Regions from separate parts of the Anser cygnoides genome. Here regions 2 and 3 are each linked to region 1. A link is a contact called in public Hi-C data. All regions are on one chromosome and are shown on one strand. Each heading gives the region's core, a stretch centred on a gene start, on an enhancer-like site or on the middle of the called end of the contact. The rest is flanking DNA. Distances are from core to core; before and after follow the strand shown. Region 1 has its middle 16 kb from the start of LFNG. Region 2 holds the start of GRIFIN (galectin-related inter-fiber protein). Region 3 holds the start of CHST12 (carbohydrate sulfotransferase 12).

Evidence for each region. Hi-C and Micro-C count contacts between places; a contact is called where the count stands out from the background.
Region 2: a Hi-C map of granulosa cells shows a contact between it and region 1, with 3 times the contacts expected there. The contact joins the promoter of GRIFIN here to the enhancer-like site in region 1. A contact is called at or near these places in 3 of 7 Hi-C or Micro-C datasets (granulosa cells and liver).
Region 3: a contact with region 1 is called in a Hi-C map of liver, with 1.5 times the contacts expected there. The contact joins the promoter of CHST12 here to the enhancer-like site in region 1. A contact is called at or near these places in 2 of 7 Hi-C or Micro-C datasets (granulosa cells and liver).

What each region holds. Positions count from the first base shown.
Region 1 is chr15:5,052,577-5,055,602 of Taihu_goose_T2T_genome, forward strand. No RefSeq gene overlaps it. Among named protein-coding and RNA genes, the nearest start is that of LFNG, 16 kb to the right of the region's middle. Within about 2 kb of position 1,720, at least 1 of the 3 cell types and tissues checked has open chromatin away from gene starts, as enhancers often do.
Region 2 is chr15:5,119,596-5,122,935 of Taihu_goose_T2T_genome, forward strand. It overlaps GRIFIN (galectin-related inter-fiber protein), which reads left to right and starts at 1,717. Exons shown (of 4, transcript XM_048066155.2): 1 at 1,717-1,728; 2 at 2,436-2,668; 3 at 2,753-2,915. The coding sequence starts at 1,717.
Region 3 is chr15:5,171,813-5,175,033 of Taihu_goose_T2T_genome, forward strand. CHST12 (carbohydrate sulfotransferase 12) reads right to left here and starts at 1,272. Exons shown (of 3, transcript XR_010825090.1): 1 at 1-1,272.

The DNA of each region.
Region 1 (3,026 bases), core at 470-2,969:
CGGGTGTCTATCAGGGACCTGCAGGCACCACGGCATGGTGGCACCCACCAGGCTGCTGCGGCGATCCCTCCCTGTGCTGCTTCATTTACACCAGCACCAGGGCTTCGTTTTCAGGAGCAGGAGTACGGCCGTGGCCAAGCCGGACAGCGATATGCAGGGGAGGGATGGTGGCAGCTGCCCCGCTGCAGGGGCATCGATCTTGGGAAGGCCGCAAAATGTCCGTGCGGGCCTTCGGGAAGGTCGAACTAAAAACCTCCACCCGTCCGCAGTGTCTCTCTTGATGTTTTCTGCCTGAGTCAGTCGAACCAAGGGACTCGTCTCCCTCCCAGATTACCTGGTGCTGCTGTCAGGACCAGGCCAACACCCCTGGATGTCACCGCCATGTGGCACCGCCGGTCTGAGGGCTGCTGAGAGGGGACAGCTGCCCTCAGCCCTGTGGCCAAGCTGCAGGTCCTGGGCACCCTTCTCTGTGCTGGCGTTCTGCCCTGCTCCGCTCCCCCAGATTTTATGCGGACCTGTCCTACTCCCTTGGTGGGCCTGACTGGTGTGAGCGAGGGTTTCATTCTGTTAATTCTGTATTTGGTTAAGCACCGTGTGTATTTAGACTGAAACCCACTCCCGTGGTCACAAACCCATCAGTAAGGTGCAGAAACACCGATGGTTTTTTGCTGCCCCTTTCACCCTCGTGTGAATCTCAACAGAAACCAGTTTTCCTCCCCTCACAAATAATTGACAGACCAGCCTCCCCCCTTGTTTTTCCCCCTAACAGAGGGACCTGTGCGTTCCACCTTCGCCCCCTGCCCTGAGCTGATTAAACCCACTCTGAGGCGCAGGGGGCTTGGAGCAGCCAAGGGAAGCCGATGGCGTGAAGGAGAATAAAGCCCCCACCAGAGTCAGCACGTAAATATTTTACCAGGTTGACAGACTCCCACCAGGGATGGGAACATGCAAGGCCACCGGCCCGGTGACCTTTCCCAGTGCTTTCCAGCCGGCCGTGCCCACAGCCTCAGGTTTCGCTCAGCCTCCTACATGGGTCCCTTCTCCCCCAGGAGCCGGGGTGAAATATGTGTTTGAATAAACCTCGCCTTCAGATCAGCCTTCAGTAGTGGGCCCTTAGATCTCCGACCTCTAAGATAAGGGAGGGAGGGGTGCCCCGGGGAGACGCTTTCAAGTATCTGTGTTACTGGCGTGTGCTGAGCTGTGCCGACAGGAGCGGTGCCTCCAGGAGGTGGTGGTGCTTGGCGGCTGTTCTGTGCTGGAAAGCCAGCACGCTGGTGGCTGCTGGTGTGCCCGCTGGGACCGGTTACGTGCCTCTGTCCCTGGTCAGCGGCTGGGTGGTGACTCCTGCTGCCCGTGGCGGTGTGCATGCCGAGACCGAGGCTGGATTTGCCCAATTTCTTCCATTAACCGCACCTGAGAGCTGGGTCCGTGGCTCTCCTTCTCTTGCATACCTCCAGAGCTGCGATTCCTCACATTTCCCAGCCCAGGGAAAGCCAGTGGGCAGCCAGAATTGCATCTTGTCCTCTGCAACCCTCTCTGAAGCACCCCTGGTCCTGAGGAATGACCCCGTCACCCCTTCATGAATGCTCCCGGGAGCTCAGCAGCCTGCCCTTCCAGGACAGAGGATGCAGGGACCCGAGCTGGGAGCCCACTGGGCCTGAACAGCTGAGAGCAAAGCCTAAATGGGGAGAAACAGATCTGTCTGACCGCATGGGGATGCTGAAGTCCTGTTCTTGGCAGTCAGGAGGGTTTGAAGCGGAGGCAGCCGCAGGAGGAGCGAGGGGGGAGGCAGCAGCCCCGGGGCTCTGCAGGGCTCCTCTGCAGCTCCGTGGGGGCACACACGGCGGAGCAGAGGCCGTGACCTCCCGGCACATTTACCGGCAGCCTCCTGCCTGCTGGGGTGGCCCGGCAGGAGAGGAACAGAGCCTGGATGCGGCCACCTGGGGCCACGGGTCCAGCCACTGCGACAGAGCAGCCGGGCATGCTGCCGTGCCATCGCATGCGGCATGGGGAGAGGGGACGGGTGGTGGCAGGAGCAGAAGGACTTTCTTGTCCATGCCTCACGTCTCTGTTTCTGTATGCAGGATCGCACCGTGGTTTATCTTGGAGCTGCAGTCGGGAAGGGTCCTGCCTTAAAGCAGCTTGGGGCAGGCTGTTTCTCACAGCGAGCCCTGTGAAAATCCCCGCTCAGCCCTCAGGACAGGCTGTTAATCCCTCCTGGGTCCGTGCAGGGGCTTTAGGAGGTGTTGCAGATGCTGGTGATGAGAAGCTTTTCTCCCATCCACCCCCCCTTCCTCTTCCCACCAGCTGAACACCACGGGATGGGATGGGATGGATGCTCTTACCCCATAAATCACCAGGCACGCAGATGAGCTGCTCCAAACGCAGCTGCGTGGGGCTGCTGCAGGGATGGGCTGCTCCAGTCCCTGCTCCCCAAGGGGCTTATAAATCACTCTGTGCGCCCCAAAATGCCCAGAGCCTGCTGGGAGGGGGGGGGCTCCCTGCGCTGATGTGTGCTCAGGACCCTGCAGGATACGACCGTGCCGACCACGGAGGGGACTGTGGAGAGTTAGTGCCCGTGTTGGCCATGGCGCACCCATGTTCACGTCCTTTATGTCTTGGCTCTCGAGAAAAGTGCAGGGCAGTCCCTAGGATGTGGCCAAGGATCATCTGAAGTGTCACGGTGGTTTTAGTCCCCTGCACCCACTGGGGACAAGCACAAACCCAGCACGGTCCCCCCCCCAGTGAAGCCATCGCAGTGTGGGGAGGATGGAGGGGGACACGTCCACTGAGGACGAGGCCGGAGGGGTCGGCAGCAGGGCCTTATAGCGGTCCCACAGCTTTGGCTGGCAGCACCGTGGGAAGTGCTTCCAGCTGTGTTTAAGATGCTCGCTTCGTCTCCCGCTCGCCGCCTCCTTGCCAAGCAGCCAAAGGAGCAGAGGCAGCCCCGCTGCATGGCTGGAGAACCAGAAGCAGCAAGGATCTGGGAGTCCCGGGGGCGGGGGGCAGGAGGGGACTTGGTTTGG
Region 2 (3,340 bases), core at 467-2,966, 67 kb after region 1:
GGTTTCATGAGACATAACACAAGTTTCCAGCAGCTTCTCTAGAAGCTGTGACTCACTGGTGAGCACCCCATGTGGGTGAGAGGCAGGCACTGGGCACAGAAAGAAGCCGGTGTTTGCCCTGCCGCTGCCTCGCTGGGCAGCACCCTCTGCTTTCCCACCACCCTGCAGCACTTTGACTTGCCCTGCGCCGCTCCACGCTTCTACACGCTTATTTTGTTAGCTAAGTTGTGCTAAACTCACTTATCAATTATTTAGCTCGTAGCTTGCTCTTTCCTATGCACATGGCTGCGATGCCGTCTGGTTCTGGCCACTGCCATGGGGAAGGTCTCAGATGCATCCCGAAGGGATGCTTGCACACACCCTGTATCCACACAGCCCTTAGCCTGGCTGGCAGCAGAAACGAGCAGGAGGGGAGGACCTGGGGAGCAGAACCACGTCTTTGAGCTCAGACCACAAGCAGGGAATACATACAGCCGGGCAGATGAGGGATGCCAACGTGCAGCAGCCCGAGGAGGGACGGCTGGGTGTCCCCACCACCCGCTCAGCACCTCCACGGCTGCCTTGCGCGTCCCGATGCTGCCATCTGTAGCACAGAGCCCTGCTCTGGTGCTCCCCGGCACAGCCTTTTCTCACCGCGAGCACTGCCGTTTTGTAGGACTCCAACTGGGCGAATCCCAGCCTGGGACTTGGTTGTTTTTTCAGCCCCCAGAGAGGCTGTTGGCTTACACGCCTGCTAGATTGCGTTTTCAGTCATCTGCCAAGGGGCACTAGAGCCTGGGATAGCAGCTCTCGTTCTGCTTATCTGCTGGAAATAAAACAAACACATTCAATACCATTAGCACTACGGACAAAGAGCGAGGGGTTTTTCAACGATGGAAACCAGGGATTCCTGTAGGACCACAGGGTAGTGCCACAGCCTCCCATCCATGCAGAGATGGGCCAGCATGTGCCTTTCATGCATTCACCCTCTGAAAATGGGGGAGTGGAGTAAGGGTGTGTGAAAATCCCTTCCCTGGCTCAGCTTTGCCCGGCCATACATTATTAGCACACACTAATGAAAACTCCCATCACCAGTGAAGAGCAAAATTCATTTCATCACTACCTATTTCTTGGTGCCTTTCCATGACAGCATATATCTGACAAAAGCTCCCTCACCCCACTCCCAAATCCCTGCTTTGTTTCCAGCCAGGAAGGGAATCACACTGAGCTCAGCGCGGTGGCATCCCAAACCTGCTGGCCCCACATCGGCTGGGACAGAGCTGCCGTCAGCTCATTTCAGGCTGGGGCTCTGAGCGAGCAAAAAGGCAAAGAGAAAAAGAAAAGACCAAAAAGAAAAAAAAGACTCTATGGACTTTGCAGCAGACCGACCTTCTGGCATCTCCTCCAGCTTTGAGAGCCCCCGTCACCTCCTTGTGCTCCTAGCACGTCCACCCCATCACCGCCCCATGCTGCTTCCATCGTGTCACAGCTCCAGCTCGCCTGGTGCCTGCTGCTTTTGTATGGGACCGAATTATCCCTGCACGCCTCAGCAGGCTGACCCCGCTGTGGGGAGCGGGATTTGCTGCTCCCCAGCGCCATCCAACAGCCTGCACTGAAAAGGTGACCTGGGGTTGCTGCCTCTGCTAATCCCTGTGCACAGGGCTCCCGGCCACCCGCCCCTATATAAATCCACCCCGACCACACACCCACATCTGCAGCAAGGGGCAGGCGAGCAGGATGGCACTGCGGGTAAGTGCTGAGGACGTGCTTGACCTGCACATCCCCAAAAGGCATTGGAAATGGGAAATTGTGGCAGAGAAACAGAAATTGTGGCAGAGAAAGGGAAGGGGTGTAGGAGTGCTGAGCTATAGGGACCAAGGGCCAGGCATGGAGCTGGCAGTGGTGATGCCAAAGCTGGAGAGATTTTCCCAGCACGAGCAATAAGTTTGGGAAAGGGAGATGCTCAGAAGTGCAAAATCATTAGTGTGCTAAAAAGTGCGGGGTGAAATGGCAAGCACTTCTTATTAAAATGAGTTATTTATTAAAACTATGAATTATTCAAAAAGGAACGTTTTCCAGCTCGTTCTGTGCAAGTTTAACCTTGGAGATGGGGGGGAACGGGTGGAACGGGAACAGGCAGGAGCTCTCGGAAAGAGTCCTCTGCGTAATGCTGGATGGGGACGGGCTGGGTGCCGTGTTACCATCATTCCTTCATCAGTCCCTGCCTTTCACACCCTGCTTCAGAGCACCACCAAGTTTTCTGCTTAGCTTGCTTCAGATTTTGCATTGTCCAGTAGGGGAGAAGCAGCAGGGCATCTTTGCACCAGGGGGGATTTGCTGCCTCTGAGGTCTTTTGTAGAGAGCTGGATGGAATCAGGGAGCAAAAATACATTTTATATATATATATATCATATTATATATATATATATATAATGCAAGTCCCTGAGCTTATTTAGGAGTCAGAAAAGAGCAGGGGCTTGAGAGCATGTCTGTGTGTGAGCGGGGAAAAAAGGGAAGAGGATGATAAAGATAGAGAAGTGTTCAGGGATGAGCCGTTGACACGCAGCTCCCCACCTTGCCATGTCTCACCATCACCTCCTTGCTGGCAGTTCGAGGCCCTGTACCCAGAGGGGATGTGTCCCGGCTGGAGCGTCGTGGTCAAGGGCGAAACCAGCTCCAGCACAAGCATGTAAGGCCACAAGCCGCTTGCAGCCCCCCTGGCTCTCAAGATCCAGTGGTGCCGCTCCACCACCTCTTTCTTTTGCTGTTTTAGGTTTGAAATTAATTTCCTCAGTCATCCCGGAGACCAAATCGCTTTCCACTTTAACCCCCGCTTTGCCAGCTCCAGAATCGTCTGCAACTCCTTCCTGGCCAACCACTGGGGGAGGGAAGAGGTTAACAGCACCTTCCCCTTCGAAGCAAAGGAGCCTTTCCAGGTAGCCCTGCATCACACCACGGATGTTCTTGGGTGGGACGGGGGGACCCAGTCAATATCAGGGTCTTTCTCAGGGATCTAGCCAGCCCCATACCCAGTAATGTCCCCTCTCTGGCTTTGTCCCCCCCTGCTAGTACTTCTTTTGTCCCCTAATTTTGCTGCTGATTTATACCCAGCTCTGGCACAGACATGTGCAGCTCCAGCAATAATCCCTGGATGTTGCAGTTGTCACCAATTTAAGCTATGCATTATCACCTCTTTCTGCTGTCAGAAAACAAAGAACTCAGTTATTCCTTCCTTTTACCCAACAAGGCAGTGACCTGTCCCCATGTCAGTTTGGGGAGGATTTGCAGTGGATCATGAGTGCTCACGGCTGTAACAGCAGCAAGGCCTGGTGAGGACGTGTGTCCACCCGGTGAACCTAAC
Region 3 (3,221 bases), core at 22-2,521, 120 kb after region 1:
CCTCTCGCGAGACGCCGGGCACCGGGGGTCCCCCCGCAGGGCCGCGGCGCAGGCGCCGCCCCGCCCGCAGCCCTCAGGGCCCGGAGCAGGCCTGGCGTGGGGGGACGCCCCTGAGGGAGGGGCTCTCGGCTCCCCCTCAGCGCTCTCCGAAACGTGGCCGCGTTGCCAGCTCGTCCTGACGGGCAGGGAGAGGCTGCGGGAGATCTGTTAACCGGGGGGTTGCCTTTGGCTTGGTCGCAGGCAGCGCGCCCGTGTGTTTGGGCGTACGGGGGATGGAGAAAGGAAAGAAGCCTCTCCAGTGCCTGCCCCAGTGACAGGACGGGGACGGAAGCAGCCAGTGACGGCAGTAATCCTCGTCCCGACATGAACACAGCATCCTGAGACATCCGTGTGTGCTGGAGCTCAGGCTTACATACAGCCACTTGAAGCTATTTGAGGGGAGAAAGAAACTATGCGGCTTTTTGGGTTCTGTCCCACTAGGCCCTTAGAGGAGCAGGGTGTAGCTGAGGCACAGCACAGCTAGAAGGTGCTGCCTGAAAAGCCCAGAGCAGTTTAAACGCCCTTTTCTACTCCTACGCTTTGTGACCGAGAAGAATCAAAGCCTCGGAAAAGGAGCAGGGCCCTGCTTTGCGCAGGAGGTGGGTCTGGGGCGCGGGCTGGAGCCTCAGTTACAGCAGTTCTCCAAGCTGCAAAGGATATTTACACATTCCACCTCTGAGATCTCAATGGCCAAGTTTTACATGTATTAACATAGGCTTAAATATATAGGTTTTACAAACAGGAAAATTAGCACATCATTAGTCCCGTGCGCTTTACAACAGTCATGGCAAATTATCAAACTGTTGTTACGCAACCTCCGTATAGAGATGGAGCCTCAAAGCTGTGCATTAGACTCAAATGTCCGGGTCTCTGCTTGAAATAGCTCTGAACACTGCAGCTTTTCATAGTGATTCAGCCCAAAGGTATTTAGTGGAGATGTATGCACTTGGAAAACTCGCTTTTCCTTCACTTTTGGTCCTTCAGTGCCTGCAGGTCACGTGAGGTCTTGTAAATAGCGGCTTGGCTCGAGACTCGCTGGCCCAGGTTTGTTTTACACACACACTGTGCTTATTTTATCTGTCTGCCATTTTTTTATATCTTTGTTTATGTGAAATAGATAAGCAAACAGACAAGTTTTCCTGACCTTTCTGTTTTGCAATTGCACCTCTTCCTGCTTCTTCCTGTTTAATTAGGGAAATCAGCTGCCTTCTTATGGCAGCTTATGCACTTGTATTGCATCCCACTTCAGCAGTTTAAGGCATTTTATAAATACAAGTAAATTAAGTTTCCTTAGCCCTGGAGTGAATTACCCCTCATCTTCTGAACAGGTAGCAAAGCAAGAGGCACAGAGGGATAGGGAAGGTGACCGGTGTCACGGCAAGTGAGAAAGAGCATGTAGGAGAATTCTTTGTGAGTGCTGCAGCTGTAAAAATGTTCTTGAACCATTTGTGAAGTGCATGAACCTAGCTGAGATTGTCGTCTTAGACACTTTGGCAGACCCAGGAGAAAGCACTTTATTTGTAACATCTTTAAAAAGTAGGAACCCACTTAAAAAATAAAAATATAAAAATAGTCCCTTATGGAGAAGATTGCTGACTGGAGACATTTTTTTTCCAAAAATAAAAACATTCCTGCCATTGACCTCCAGGCTACCTCTTATCAGGGTCTTCACCTATCACCACGCTGCTTGTCCCCACTGCAGTCCGATCTGAAATGCTGTTTAGGTGGAAAAGAGCTTAGAGCAGTGTCTGGCTGCTCTCACAGCCAAACATCTGCTCACCCAAACAGCATTCCAGGCATGCATTGCACCTCCCCACCTCACAGCAACACACGGAGACAGCAGGGGAGAAAGACGAAGCTATTTCTCAGGCATTAACATTTGGTTTGAATAATCAGGCAGCCTTTTGGGTGCTCGGGTGGTATCCACACCTTTGCCCTGGGAAAAAGGCAGCTCGGGCTCCACGCTGACATCTGGGAGGAGAACACTGCTGGGAAAATGCGATTGTCCTCTTCTCCTGGACTCTGTTTACACCTTAGTTGTCTTTAATTAAAGCTAACAGCTACAGCACGCAGTACAGAAGAAAGACTTGTGGTAGGAGTATAGAAGTCATGTACAAATGTAAGGTCCCTCTCTGCTAACCTTCCCTCTGCTTTTCAGCATCGCAACACAAGCTAAAATGGATCTTAAGGCATGCTACCCCTGCACCCACTTCCCCTACTTCCGACAGTCCCCAGACTGCAATCCCTTAGGGCCAGGGGCAGTCGTGCTCCCCTGGTGACTTTTCTCCAGTCCTCTGCTCATTCCCCACGCGGATGACGAGCTGCTGCTTTTGACGGCTGCTGGCACCATCTGCAGGCCCTGCACAGGAGGGAAGCGAAGTACCCGACCAAGTTTCTCCGCTTTGGTTTGAGGCTGGTTGCTGGTCAGAAAGGGAAGAGGCAGATTGCCGTGGGCTCAGCAGAGGTGAGATCTGCAAAGGCCCAAGGTTTGCACGTAGTTGTCTTGAAAATTTCCCAAGGCAACACATTCAGTAGAAGCAGTGCATTGTCACATGGCTAATTCAGATTAAATTTTATTCTTCAAGCGTGGATTAAACTAGGATTATGAACACCTCTGAACATGTTATTTTCTCTTCCTAAAAGGTTTTTTTTGGCTAAGAGCTTGACAGAGTGTAACTCATTCTGGAATATCGCCAATGTCATCTGTTGGGAAAAAAAAAAAAAAGAAAAGAAAAAGAAAGGCTTCAGACTTGGCTGTAAAACACACACCCGTGTGACTGCTTTCCCAAGTGGACAGTTTGTGTTGCATTTACAGCTCTTCAGGTTCAGACTGTAACAGAGCAAGTGCTGAAGAATATCCTAGTGCCTCGTGAGCCAGCTGCCTGATATTTCAGGTACTCACCCTCGATTTGCTTCTGTAGGACCCATCCTTTGACAGGCAGAGTTGCTCTACTGAGCGATGCGCACAGGAGCATCGTCTTCTGGCAGCACTGGTGGTGGAGTCCCCTCTACCAAAAACAGGGAGAACTTCTTTGTGATTGCAACAGAGCTGATGCAGGGTGTCAACCAGCAGCTCTTCTTTGGCCCCTACCTGAATGGGGGCTGTTAGGAAACTCGACCTTTGTGGTTACTCACAGCCTTCGACTGATGGAAGAGCCCTAGCTCGGCGCAGGTGGTTCTCA